Regions from separate parts of the Rattus norvegicus genome. Here regions 1 and 2 are each linked to region 3. Evidence: chromatin contacts called from public Hi-C data. All regions are on one chromosome and are shown on one strand. Each heading gives the region's core, a stretch centred on a gene start, on an enhancer-like site or on the middle of the called end of the contact. The rest is flanking DNA. Distances are from core to core; before and after follow the strand shown. Region 1 holds the start of Dld (dihydrolipoamide dehydrogenase). Region 2 overlaps Cog5 (component of oligomeric golgi complex 5). Region 3 holds the start of Bcap29 (B-cell receptor-associated protein 29).

Region 1 (3,952 bases), core at 1,026-3,525, 300 kb before region 3:
GACTTTGCACAGCCACCTCGTCTTCTGGCTTTTCCTGGAGGTTCCCAAATTAAGGTTCATCTGAGACCTTTGTCACTGAAGCACCTTTTATACCCTCACTCCCTCTGAGGAGACGCCATCTCCTCAAAAGGCTTTCCTCACATCCTTTCCCAGCCTCCAAGTAACCTGCTTTAATTTTCAGTTTCTTCTCCACTTATGTTACCTATGTTCTGTCTGCCCTTTAATACCAGCCTCTGTCCTAAGAATGGGCTTGGCTATGTTTACCTCTTGTAACATACAGGCATTCAATCAACAGTAAACAGGCACATAGATTAACTTGAGCACAGATGAACAGCTACTCTAATGTTCACTTTCCTTTACAGAAAATTGTGAAAGAACTGTCAGCTAATCTGACTGAAGACTGCAGTATCAAGTACTTACTTGGTTGATCTGAATAAGTTCTTAATGGAACTGAAGAAGCCCCCTGTAGGCCATGAGACAGCCGATTGAAATGGCCTTTCTAGAATAGAAAAAAAGGCAAAAGAAATTTTCCTGTTAAGTAAAATATAATTTTAAAAACAGGCTGGTGAAATAGCTCATTGGGTAAAGGCTCCTGCCACCAAGATTGACTTCCCAAGTTCAATCCCTGGTTCCCTGGTTCCACATGGTGGAAGAGAACTGACTTCCACAAGCTGTCTTCTGGCATTCTTACATGAACTCTGTCTTGCATGCTCATGCCTACATGTGCATGTACGGAAGTAATAAATGCAATTTAAAAGGTCGATGACAACTGGGGTAAATGTATCAAACACTTAATACCTTGCGGACTTTCTGTGCCACAAAGGGGTATCCTAACAATTTCACCTTTTTTTTTTCAATTTCACTTTTTTGTCCATAATATTAAACTATCACAATCTTAACTTGCCAGATCTGTCTTATTATTATGAACATTCAACGAACCATCTCATATTAGACCTAGTCAGAATATACTCACTGGCTTACAGGTTTATTAAAATTTCAGAAAGCACAGGTAAATTTTAATGTCAAGGGTCAGTTTAGTATTTTAATAAAAATCCTGAAACTGTGAGTTCATACATTTGAGTATTTAATGCTATTCATTTCATCTGTAATATACTTCCTAACGAATCAAGTTTGTAATCACGTTCCTAACAGTCTATAATCATTATAACAGATGTAATCACTTAATAACATCTATAAAGATGTTCTTGAGCCACCACCTATGGTCAGAAAACTACACTAGGAAAATGTACCAACAATGCAGTGTCCCCACATTCTGGAAGTTTCACAAATTGCATCATAGTCTCACATTCTCTTAGCCCTGTGCCTACCATTTCCTAAGACCAGGGCCACTTAGAAATTTCCAGCTCCTATCACAGCGAGCAAACAATGGAAGGCAACAATGTTTTTTACTTGAAGGCAACTTCTGTGTGACCTGAGATCAAGACATGCCAGCCAAAGAGGAACAAAGAACTGTCTGTACTGAGAGTCAGTCCCAGCTCACCTTCTCCCTAAAACGCTAGCATTTTGTGTGTTACGTTAAGGACATAGACAATTCAGATGTGAAGAGTCTCATCTCTGTAGTGTCCCTAAAGTTCTCAGGCTACCCTGCCGCTAAGCCTCATGCATTCAATTTGGCAGAATTTGATTGGCAGGTGAAACGGGAAAGTTGTTTGGACGATAGAATTAAATTAAAAATATAAGCCCCAGGGCCTGACTGACGGCAGAGTGCACTAGTTTAGGGATGTGAATGAAGAGAGCCTTGGAGGAACTCGCAGGACTGGGCATTGGAGCTGACCACGTCTGGGCCAGTCCGGCCTCAAGGTTACTCACCCACCGTACGAAAGTAGGCCATCCCCGGGTCATTGGGATGAGGCAAAAGGTATGAAGTGGCAGGTCGCGCGTGGCAAGGGTGATTTACTCGTCCCCGTGCACGGGTGAAGGCCCAAGCCCCACGACCCGCGCCCGGAAGTGTCGTGTGGGGCAGCGGACAGTCATTCCGCAGCAGGTCCCTCCCTAGCCAGGGCTTGTGCTCCCCGTTGCCTCGGGAGGCCGGATAGAACCGGCATAGAGGCGGGGCCGCGGCGGCGTCCGGGCCCGCAAGCGGGTGTCTCTGAGCCTGTAGTCTAGCATCACCGCCACGCAGACGGCCCTCACCTTGGCCAAGGAGCAGTACACACGACTCCAGCTCTGCATCTTCCCTCGTTCCCGTCCCTACACCAGGGCTTTCACCTCCGCAGAACGCCTAGTAGACTTATCCAAGGTCTCCCCACCCTGCGCGTGCGCAACAGCATCGCGTCATCTCCGAGGAGCAGCGCGATTGGCCCGAGAGGCAGAGGCTTTCTGGTCGCTGCGTCGTGCGAGGTCGTGAAGGGCGTTGCGTTTTGTGGCAGCTGGGGAATTGGGGACTGTTGCCTAGGTGTTTGGAGTAGAGAGTTGCAAGTTATTATTGAAAGACCAATTAAATAAAAATGTTGTTTGTTCTATAAAGCCTACAGAAAGTAAAGCTTAAATAAGAAAGAAAGAAAAGTTTGACTTTAGCTCATGGTTGTGCTAGGCACTCGTGGCTTTAGCTTTGCAAAACGAAGTGTTTCCATTTTCTGGATGAAGCCCTGAGAGCTAAAACGAAGAAAGCAAAAGAGAGGTAACTGCAGCCCTATGGACAAACGTTTTGGCTTTAACTGCTGATATATAATCTCTGTCCTCAAAGGCAATGTAAGGGTAGATGGGCCACAGTCTTGAGCCTTTCTTCAACTACATCCTGCTCTGAAAACTACCCTAACAAGAAGTATAGAAAACAAACTACCTTTTATTTTTGTATTTTGGAAGCACGCCTCTCTTGCAGAACAAGCTAGAAGGGTTGAGATAGTGGGTGGTGAAATGTTAGGTTTTCATCGAGTGTGCACCTAAAAGATCGCTAACTATTATCTATAAGATTGAGCACGGGGAGGGGGGGCGGTCTAGGGCCTGATTCTCACTTTGTAATAACAATCTCTAGTTTAAAGATTTATTTATTTAATGTATGTGAGTACACTGCCACTCTCTTCAGAGGCACCAGAAGAGGGCATCAGATCCCATTACAGATTGTAAGCCACCTTATGGTTGCTGGGAATTGAACTCAGGACCTTTGGAAGAGCAGTCAGTGTTCTTAATTGCTGAGATCTCTCCAGCATCCAGTCTCTAGTTTAAGTAAACCTTAAGTCTACACTTCTCAAAAGTTTACAGACCAAGCAGTGTACGGAGCTCCATAGAGTTAAGCATTAGACAAATACTACTCCTTACCTATCTCTGCCCATTTACAGGGAAGAAGATATGAATAAATGTTATGAAGAGAGCTAGCCGTTACCAAATGTTTATCCCCAACCACATTCCATTTTTGTTTTCTTTCTTTTTTTTTTTCCATTTTTGTTTTCTTGAGAGAGTGTTTCATGTGTCCCAGGCTGGCTTCAAACTCAATATAGAGCTTAGAATGACCTTGAATTTATAGTCCTCCTACCATCATCTCCTGAGGCCGGGATTGCAGGTACCACCACAATTTTATGTGTTGCTGAGTGCTGGGGCTGGAACTCAGGACTTCTAGTATGCCAGGCAAGCATTCTGCCAACTAAGTTACATCTTCTGCCTTTGTTTTTCCCTTCCATATACTAAGAGATTGTTCTTCTGGACAGATAGGTATTCAGAACAGCAACAACCTTTTCCAGGTTCTATACAGCTACAGGTAGGCATATGATCAAATACTGGCCAATGATCTTCTCCACTTATTGCATGTGTAAGGTTACTTCTGACAACCTTTGATGGAGTAACTCTCATTGCAGTGTACTTAAACCAAGTCCAAAGCTTGACACTTTTCAAATTAAAATGTAAACTCGATTTCACCCTCTCTTGAATATGGACCAACTTTAGGCAAATGTTTCTTCTAATGAATAGAATATGGCAAAAGTGATATTGGGTGACT
Region 2 (3,527 bases), core at 514-3,013, 300 kb after region 3:
CCATCAGGCTGGGTGTAGTGGCAAACACCTTTAATCCCAGCACTTGGGAGGCAGAAGCACATGGTCTCCTTGCGTTCAAGGCCAGCCTGGTCTAAAGAGTTCCAGGACCGCCAGGCTAAACAGAAACAAAAACAAACAAACAAACAAACCTATCATTATCATCCAACGAAACCAAAACAACAGGAATAATTTCTACTCATGAGGCTCTGTTGATGGGGGCTTCTCTCTTTCTCTCTGTTTATTTACTTGGGCCTACATCAGCAGATCTTCAGGGGTTTTGGTAATGAGGTACATGAAGCCCCTGTGCTGCCTTCTAGACTTCCTTCAGGAAGTGTGAATATCATTGAACCCTCAGTCACCAGTGGTTTTTGTGTTGGTATTTGCCGCCATTTGCTGAAGAGTGCACTGTTTTCTGTGTTTTAACCCTGCAGAGGGCAGAATGGTCCCATGCACGCTTCTCCCAGTGGCTGGATGATCACCCATCTGAAAAGGACAGGCTCCTCCTTCTCAGGTAAAGCCATGTGTTTTAGGGTACACAGGGGGTCCAGGATAGAGAGTGCAGGGGTGGGTGGTGACGGAGCAGCGATTGTATGGGCGTACACGTGTAGTTGTGGGTCTCGAGGTGGCCACTCCATTGTGTAAGCATTTGCATGCTGGATCCCTCTGCAGTGTATGGTTGGGCACGGGGACTATCTAATTTTTCCAGACCTTCATATTCTCCTGTACCAATGCTTGTGCCAGTATTTGCTGCCTTTCTCCACTGTGTTGCAGCCCTGCAGAGGGCAGAATGGCCCATGGCCACTCCTCCCTGTACAGCGCTGAGGCGCATGAGCTCCAGTTCTAAAACAATCTCAGCTGTGAGAGGATGCACTCTGGCTCTTATCTCATGTGTCATTTCCATGTGCTGCAGTCACTGACATGGTGGCCCTTGGATTAGTGAACTTTGAACAGTGACAGCTCCTGGAGGGAAAGGATAACTCAGAACCCACTTAGATACCACACACTCCCTGGGTGTGCTCCATGAACACAGTTAGGTGTGCACCTGTGCCCAGGTGTGTGCATCTCCATCCGAGAGCACGGTGCACAGCCTGCTGAGCTCGTTTCTTCCATTAATACACCCACCTCTCTGAAACCATGCTCAGAAAGCATCACCACAGAGCTCCGACGTGATCCCACCTCCCTGAAGCTCCCCTGTGCCTGACTGAACCTGACTTCTTCCCCATCCACTCTGCTGACTTGCTGCTTTTATTCCATTTGTTAGATGTCATTGTCCACATTTTGTTTCTAGTTTTTTGTACCCAGGAGAGCAGATGCAGACACACCATCTTTTAGCTTTCCACCCCACCCTGCATAGATCCAGGTTTGGGACTCACTTGCATGGGGCCTTAGGCCAGCAAACTTGCTTTCAGACATCTTCAAACATACCCCAGAAATCTCAGCTCCCAAATGTTTTCATTTCATCATCCCTCAAACACCCTATATTCCTCGATACCCTGTCATGGGAGGCTACCGATACCCAACCAGCCACATCAGAAGACAAGTAAATCGTCAGTCAACTCCGGTATACCCGGTTCTCTAATTCCAGTTAGCATTGCTCTAATCCCTAAACCCATTCTCTATCCTGCCAATCTAGGTGTGTGGATAAGGCAGGCCAGCTAGCTTATCTGATCATCAGTGCAGGTAGCAAGCACATGCAGGTCATTGTCACCTATGTATGCACATGTGAAGGTGGGGCCCACGGGAACAGTGGGACTCAGTGTAGACTTCACTGAAGAAGCTGGGCTCATTAGAAATATCAGCTATCACCTCAGAGCCTCTGGGAGCATATGTGGGATAAGGAAGATGAGCCCAGACTGCTCCTTATCTTTCCTCACTAGGAAACTGGCCCATACAGGGGAAATGCTGAGTGACAAGCTTCCTGTCAGTATCCTGCTTATGGAAGAGGCTTAGGATATGGTCAGGAAATTTGGGTCTCAACTAACTCGTTGATTTGCAGTGTCTCTGGCTTTTTTTTTTCCTGAGTCCCAAATATACACTCAGTTTCAATATAGTTGATAATAGAAAATGATTCAGCAGGTTCCATTTTATCATGTTAAAGCCTTGAAATGAGTTCATCCACATGGCTGTCTTGCTGTGGGTTTGTGATCACCAATCTGTTTTCTTCTGCTTCTTTTTAAAAATGTCTCCTAGGTGACGTCATTGATACTGTTGCTAAGCTCACATTTAGCAAGTGAAAACCATCCTCCCTCCCTCTCCCCCCCTTACCTCTCCCCCCCCTTATCTCTCTCTCTCTCTCTCTCTCTCTCTCTCTCTCTCTCTCTCTCTCTCTCTCTCTCTCTCTCTCTCTCTCTCTGAGCCTGGGGACACATAGGGTGAAACCATTTAGACTTCATAGATAAAGCTGAATGGTACTTTGATCTACTGTTTCAGAAAACACTCAGAACCACATGAATCCTTGGACCCTTAGCCACCGTGCCATTGTCTAGAACCCGCACGCTAGGTTGAAACAGCTTGTCTGTTTCTAATGCCTTAAAATTTTAAGAATCAGAATTTTAGTTCTAATCACAATGAATTTTTTAATGCCTGACAAATTGTTTTTAAAACATCTACCTGCTGTGTCAACTAACAGTGTGACCTATTAGCACAGGCCAGTCCTTTAGTAGTAAACCCCATTGCTTTTCCTCTGTGAGGGGGACTTCAGCAAGCTTGTTGGTATAAACCTTACGTAACGCTTGGCCTGACTTCCAAGAAAGCTAATGTTTTCCTGAAGCAAATGAAGTAATTTAATAAATGCTTGAAAATCTTGCTCTGATTTTATGTAGGAGGGCAGCTTAATCTGTTTTCTCGCTGTCATTTCAATGGTGTTTTTGATGGTTATCAAGAGAAAAGAAAAATCTAACCAAACATTTCTGAGCTTCCTTCAATGTGATGTGCAATTTATATACTTAGCCCTGTGAATGCAAAGTGTTTTTTTTTTTAAGTGCATTTTGTAAATAGAACAGTATGTCCACTATGGAACATTGGTTTCTAAGATTTTCCACTTATTTCTTAAGACTGGCAAATGGACATATGTGTACACATGTGCGTGCACACACCCCACTGCTTCCAGGTGGTTGAGCCCTTTCTCAGCCTGGCTTTAAAGATATCTGTGGAGTTGGGGCAAATGTCTGAACTGGTGCCAACTGGCACAGAAACAATTTTCATTAACTCCCTAAGGGTTGTCTCTGATATCTGACATTGGAACACCCCACAAAATGCTAAGAGTACTGATTTCTGCCTGGTAGTTAGAATTACTGATTAATGGGACTTGAGGCCAGGCATGTGAGCAGAGTAACATCGTTAACGTCTTATTTGAGAAGTTGGCGTAGTAATGGCCTGCCCATGCTTCCATATAGCCACAGGATGCACTCACTCATACCCTGAACTCCACATGAGGCCAGCCTTCAGGAATTTCAAAATGCTGGGTACTATGTAGTCCGGATTTTTTCACATCTGTGTGACTCCAGGTTAATTTCTTGCTACCTGGA
Region 3 (3,411 bases), core at 661-3,160:
ATTTAAGAGACAATAATAGCTAATATGTATTGAGTTGATATATTATTGGTGGTGCACTACCTCATCTAATTACCACAACACCATATGAAGTCCACACTACTATTACCAGGAAAACTGGAAAACTGACCAGAGAAGGTATGTAATTTCTCAAGGTCATATAATGACACAAAGTCAAATGAAAACTGTTATTCTGAGCATTATGTACCTCCAACCACTTCACTACAGGAGAAAAGACCAGATAGACTAAAGGAAGACTCTGAAGAGAGCATACACACTGTGGATAAACACATGGAGGGGCACAGGTGATTCCTGTGCATAGGTACCACATGTTCTTACATGAGAATACTCATATATCATATGTTCCTATCCACACTTCCATAGCTACTAGATCAGGGTGGGTACAAAACTGTAAACAGCAAGAAGAAAAAGACTGGTCTATAAATTCTTCTGATGACTTTTTTCCCCTCTAAGTCTCTAAGCCTTATTTAAAAATCTGTTGTGCATGAAAAATGACTTTTTGAATATGTAAGACTCTCTCACAAGATACCAAAGGCAAAACATGTCTGCTTTTGAAATCTGAGGTAGAAAGAACAGGGACAGCATTGTCTGATTGCAAGTTCAGGATCTTATCTGGAGTCTGACACAGACCAGTTAGGTGACTTAGGTTATGAAACATAACCTTTCTGGCCTTAAGCATGTGATCTATAGAACCCATGGGTTGGTGGAAATAACTTGGTACACCCCTTCCTACAGTATGATTTACTACTTCTTGTCAGGAAGGAGAAGGCGCTGGTATGGAGACAAGGATAGAGAAGAGCTGAAATCCAAGCAGATGAGGAGTTTTAAGGTTTTGAAAGACGGCTTGGACCCCGAGGCCGTCAATTCTATTGTCCCAAGTTAACATTTGTGCATCCACACGTTTTTCTCTGCTCAAATTCAGGGCAATTTGTGGAGGAGGGTAAGGGGGAGGGAAAGGTAGGAAGGGGAGAGGGAGGGAGGGAAGGAAGAAGGGAGGGAGGGAGGGAGGGAGGGAGAGAGAGAGAGAGAGAGAGAGAGAGAGAGAGAGAGAGAGAGAGAGAGAGAGAAAGGTACACCATGAAGACAGATGTCCAAGGCACAGCCACGGCTTTATTGTACCTGTACTCAAGACCAAAAAGACTGAGTTATTTTAAAAAAGGAGGTGAAAAAAATCTGTTTGTACACATAATCAAGCTTTTTAATAGTTACCAGATAGCAAATTTGATTTTCATTTTTAAATGACTACCTTTTATATAATTGGCTCTCAAACTTTTATTTAATTATCCATTTACTATATGTATGTATCGTGTATTTATGTGCGCGCATGTATGTTTCTGTGAGACCCGGGGTGGAAGTGTGTGCAGGTTAGAAAACAACTTTGTGGTTTCCGGGTATCGAACTGAAATTCTCTCCCTTGGCTGCCACGGCTCTATTGAGCCACCCAACAGGCCCTCTCAAAACTTTCTAACTTTATGAAAAGCATCACATGCCTCAGCCTGAAGAAGTTTATCAAACATTTGGTAACGTTAAGGATCTGAAGGTTTCCTACCTCTGAGGAGAAATAAAGGGCAAACAGAAGATTAAAATGAGTCCTATTTCGGCATAAAGAAAGCTGGCAACCGCCGCCCATTGGATTGTCATGGTTTGTTTTCTTCACACCTATACAGAGAAAGATTTCAATTTCAGAAAAACATGGGTGAACGGACAGACACGCGGCGCGGGCCCCGGAGGAAGTCCATCTAACCCCGGGTGACGAGGCTGTGTGCCGGACGGCCCCGCAGGCTCTCCCCCGGCCCCATGGCGGCCCCGGGCGGTCCGACGCCGCGGCCGGAGCCTCCAAACACGTTCATCAGCGGAGCCGCCCTCCGCTAGTCAGGCTTACCCGCCGCCGATCGCTCCGCGTGCCCCGCCGCCCGCCTGCGCGCGCACGTCACACGCCGCTGGGAGCGCGCCAAGCCCGGCTGAGGTCACACTGGCGCGACCGCGCTTTCCACGGCCGTTGTTTCCTGGTGCGCGGCGTGAGGTGACTGAGGCTCCTTCACGCGGGCTCGGTACCCGCGAAGGGTGCGGCTGATCCCAGATGATGGAAGCCAGTTGTTTGGCTGGGGTCAGATCCGGCCAGGTGCTCTATGGTGGCAACTTGCCTCCCTGCCCTGAATTAACCTAAATTTAAGCTAAGGCCCAGGCCTTGGGGTTTGTGGAGCATTTTGTTCTTGAGACAGAATGTGTTTTGCGTGCTGTTTTCCTTGTCCATCGGTAGGACCAGGCAGCTTCAGGGAGCTAGCTGTTTGGGAACTGCATGGGTATACTCGTTTATCTAACCATATTCTGTTAGATAACTAGATAGGCCCTAGAAACCAAACCATTGAGGGTGGACTTCCTCAGGGTTAACTTTGCATTCTACCTCCGGTTTCCATGGTGACACTAGAAAGAAAAACCTAACAACTGGCCCTCCTTAGGTTTTCTGGCCAATTCCTGGAATAGTCCTGCTCTATGTGGAGACCTGACATCTTGATCTGCTCCAAAGATACTATTGTCTCCTCCCTTAAGCTGGCCAGGAGTCCGCTACCCAGGAAATCTGATTCACTTGGAGACATGTTGAAGAGGTGGGAGGAATGATTATTCCATTAATAAGAAAAGAAGCAGCACTTACACATCCCAAGATGGCGGTCCTTGAAGGAGCCTCCTTATGCTGTGTGGCAGTAGTAAGCTTGCTTGGTTTTCTGTGTTGTAATTCAGAAAAGTCTAACACCTGCCTTTGTTTGTTTTTCTTTAGTGGATGGCCAAAAGCCTAAGCTAGATTTTTGTTGATACTGGGCTTTCTCATTCTCTGAATGCCTGTCCCCTCCCGGAACTGCTGGTAGACCTCCATTTCTGAACAAGGCAGTGTTATTGGACCCTTTATGCCTAAAGGTGTAACTTTTGTCTCTTCCGGTTCTCCATCCCCTTGGATACCGTGTTTGTTTTTTACTGCAAATTAATAAGATTGTCCTTTAAAAAAGCCTTGGCACTCTTTTATTAACAAGACTAAGAATCTAAAAGGGAGCTCTAAATACCTCCAGGTTTTCAACATATGTGAATACACTTATTTTATTTATATATATATCTTTGCAAATCTCAGAAATGTAACAAAGTAGAGCAGAATAGATAGAAAAAACTAAAGTGACTTAGGAAAGCAAAGAAGCCTTTAGGAGTCCAGTAGACGTCTCATGCCCACTGAAAGCCAAGAATTCAGCAAAGTTAGCAAAATTTGCTGTAATAATTGCCTTCATGATATTAATTAGAAAAATTTTAAATTTTCATAAAATGACAGTGAACCATGCTTAAAGCCTGTCTATATATGAGTACTGGCCTTTCCCCTTTATAAGCTATAACCTTTTTTTCTCCCAGGAC

Evidence for each region. Hi-C and Micro-C count contacts between places; a contact is called where the count stands out from the background.
Region 1: a Hi-C map of mammary epithelial cells shows a contact between it and region 3, with 2.5 times the contacts expected there. The contact joins the promoter of Dld here to the promoter of Bcap29 in region 3. A contact is called at or near these places in 3 of 12 Hi-C or Micro-C datasets (the A7r5 cell line, frontal cortex and mammary epithelial cells).
Region 2: a Hi-C map of frontal cortex shows a contact between it and region 3, with 1.8 times the contacts expected there. The contact joins the enhancer-like site here to the promoter of Bcap29 in region 3. A contact is called at or near these places in 2 of 12 Hi-C or Micro-C datasets (Schwann cells and frontal cortex).

What each region holds. Positions count from the first base shown.
Region 1 is chr6:53,650,072-53,654,023 of GRCr8, forward strand. Dld (dihydrolipoamide dehydrogenase) reads right to left here and starts at 2,276. Exons shown (of 14, transcript NM_199385.2): 1 at 2,155-2,276; 2 at 421-499. The coding sequence starts at 2,193.
Region 2 is chr6:54,251,293-54,254,819 of GRCr8, forward strand. Cog5 (component of oligomeric golgi complex 5) reads left to right here. Exons shown (of 22, transcript NM_001398787.1): 21 at 432-511. Among named protein-coding and RNA genes, the nearest start is that of Hbp1, 30 kb to the right of the region's middle. Within about 2 kb of position 1,764, at least 9 of the 93 cell types and tissues checked have an H3K27ac peak or open chromatin away from gene starts, as enhancers often do.
Region 3 is chr6:53,948,286-53,951,696 of GRCr8, forward strand. Bcap29 (B-cell receptor-associated protein 29) reads right to left here and starts at 1,911. Exons shown (of 8, transcript NM_001006980.1): 1 at 1,901-1,911; 2 at 1,568-1,677. The coding sequence starts at 1,659. It overlaps LOC134479362 (a long non-coding RNA gene), which reads left to right and starts at 1,997. Exons shown (of 2, transcript XR_010052588.1): 1 at 1,997-2,140; 2 at 2,795-3,411.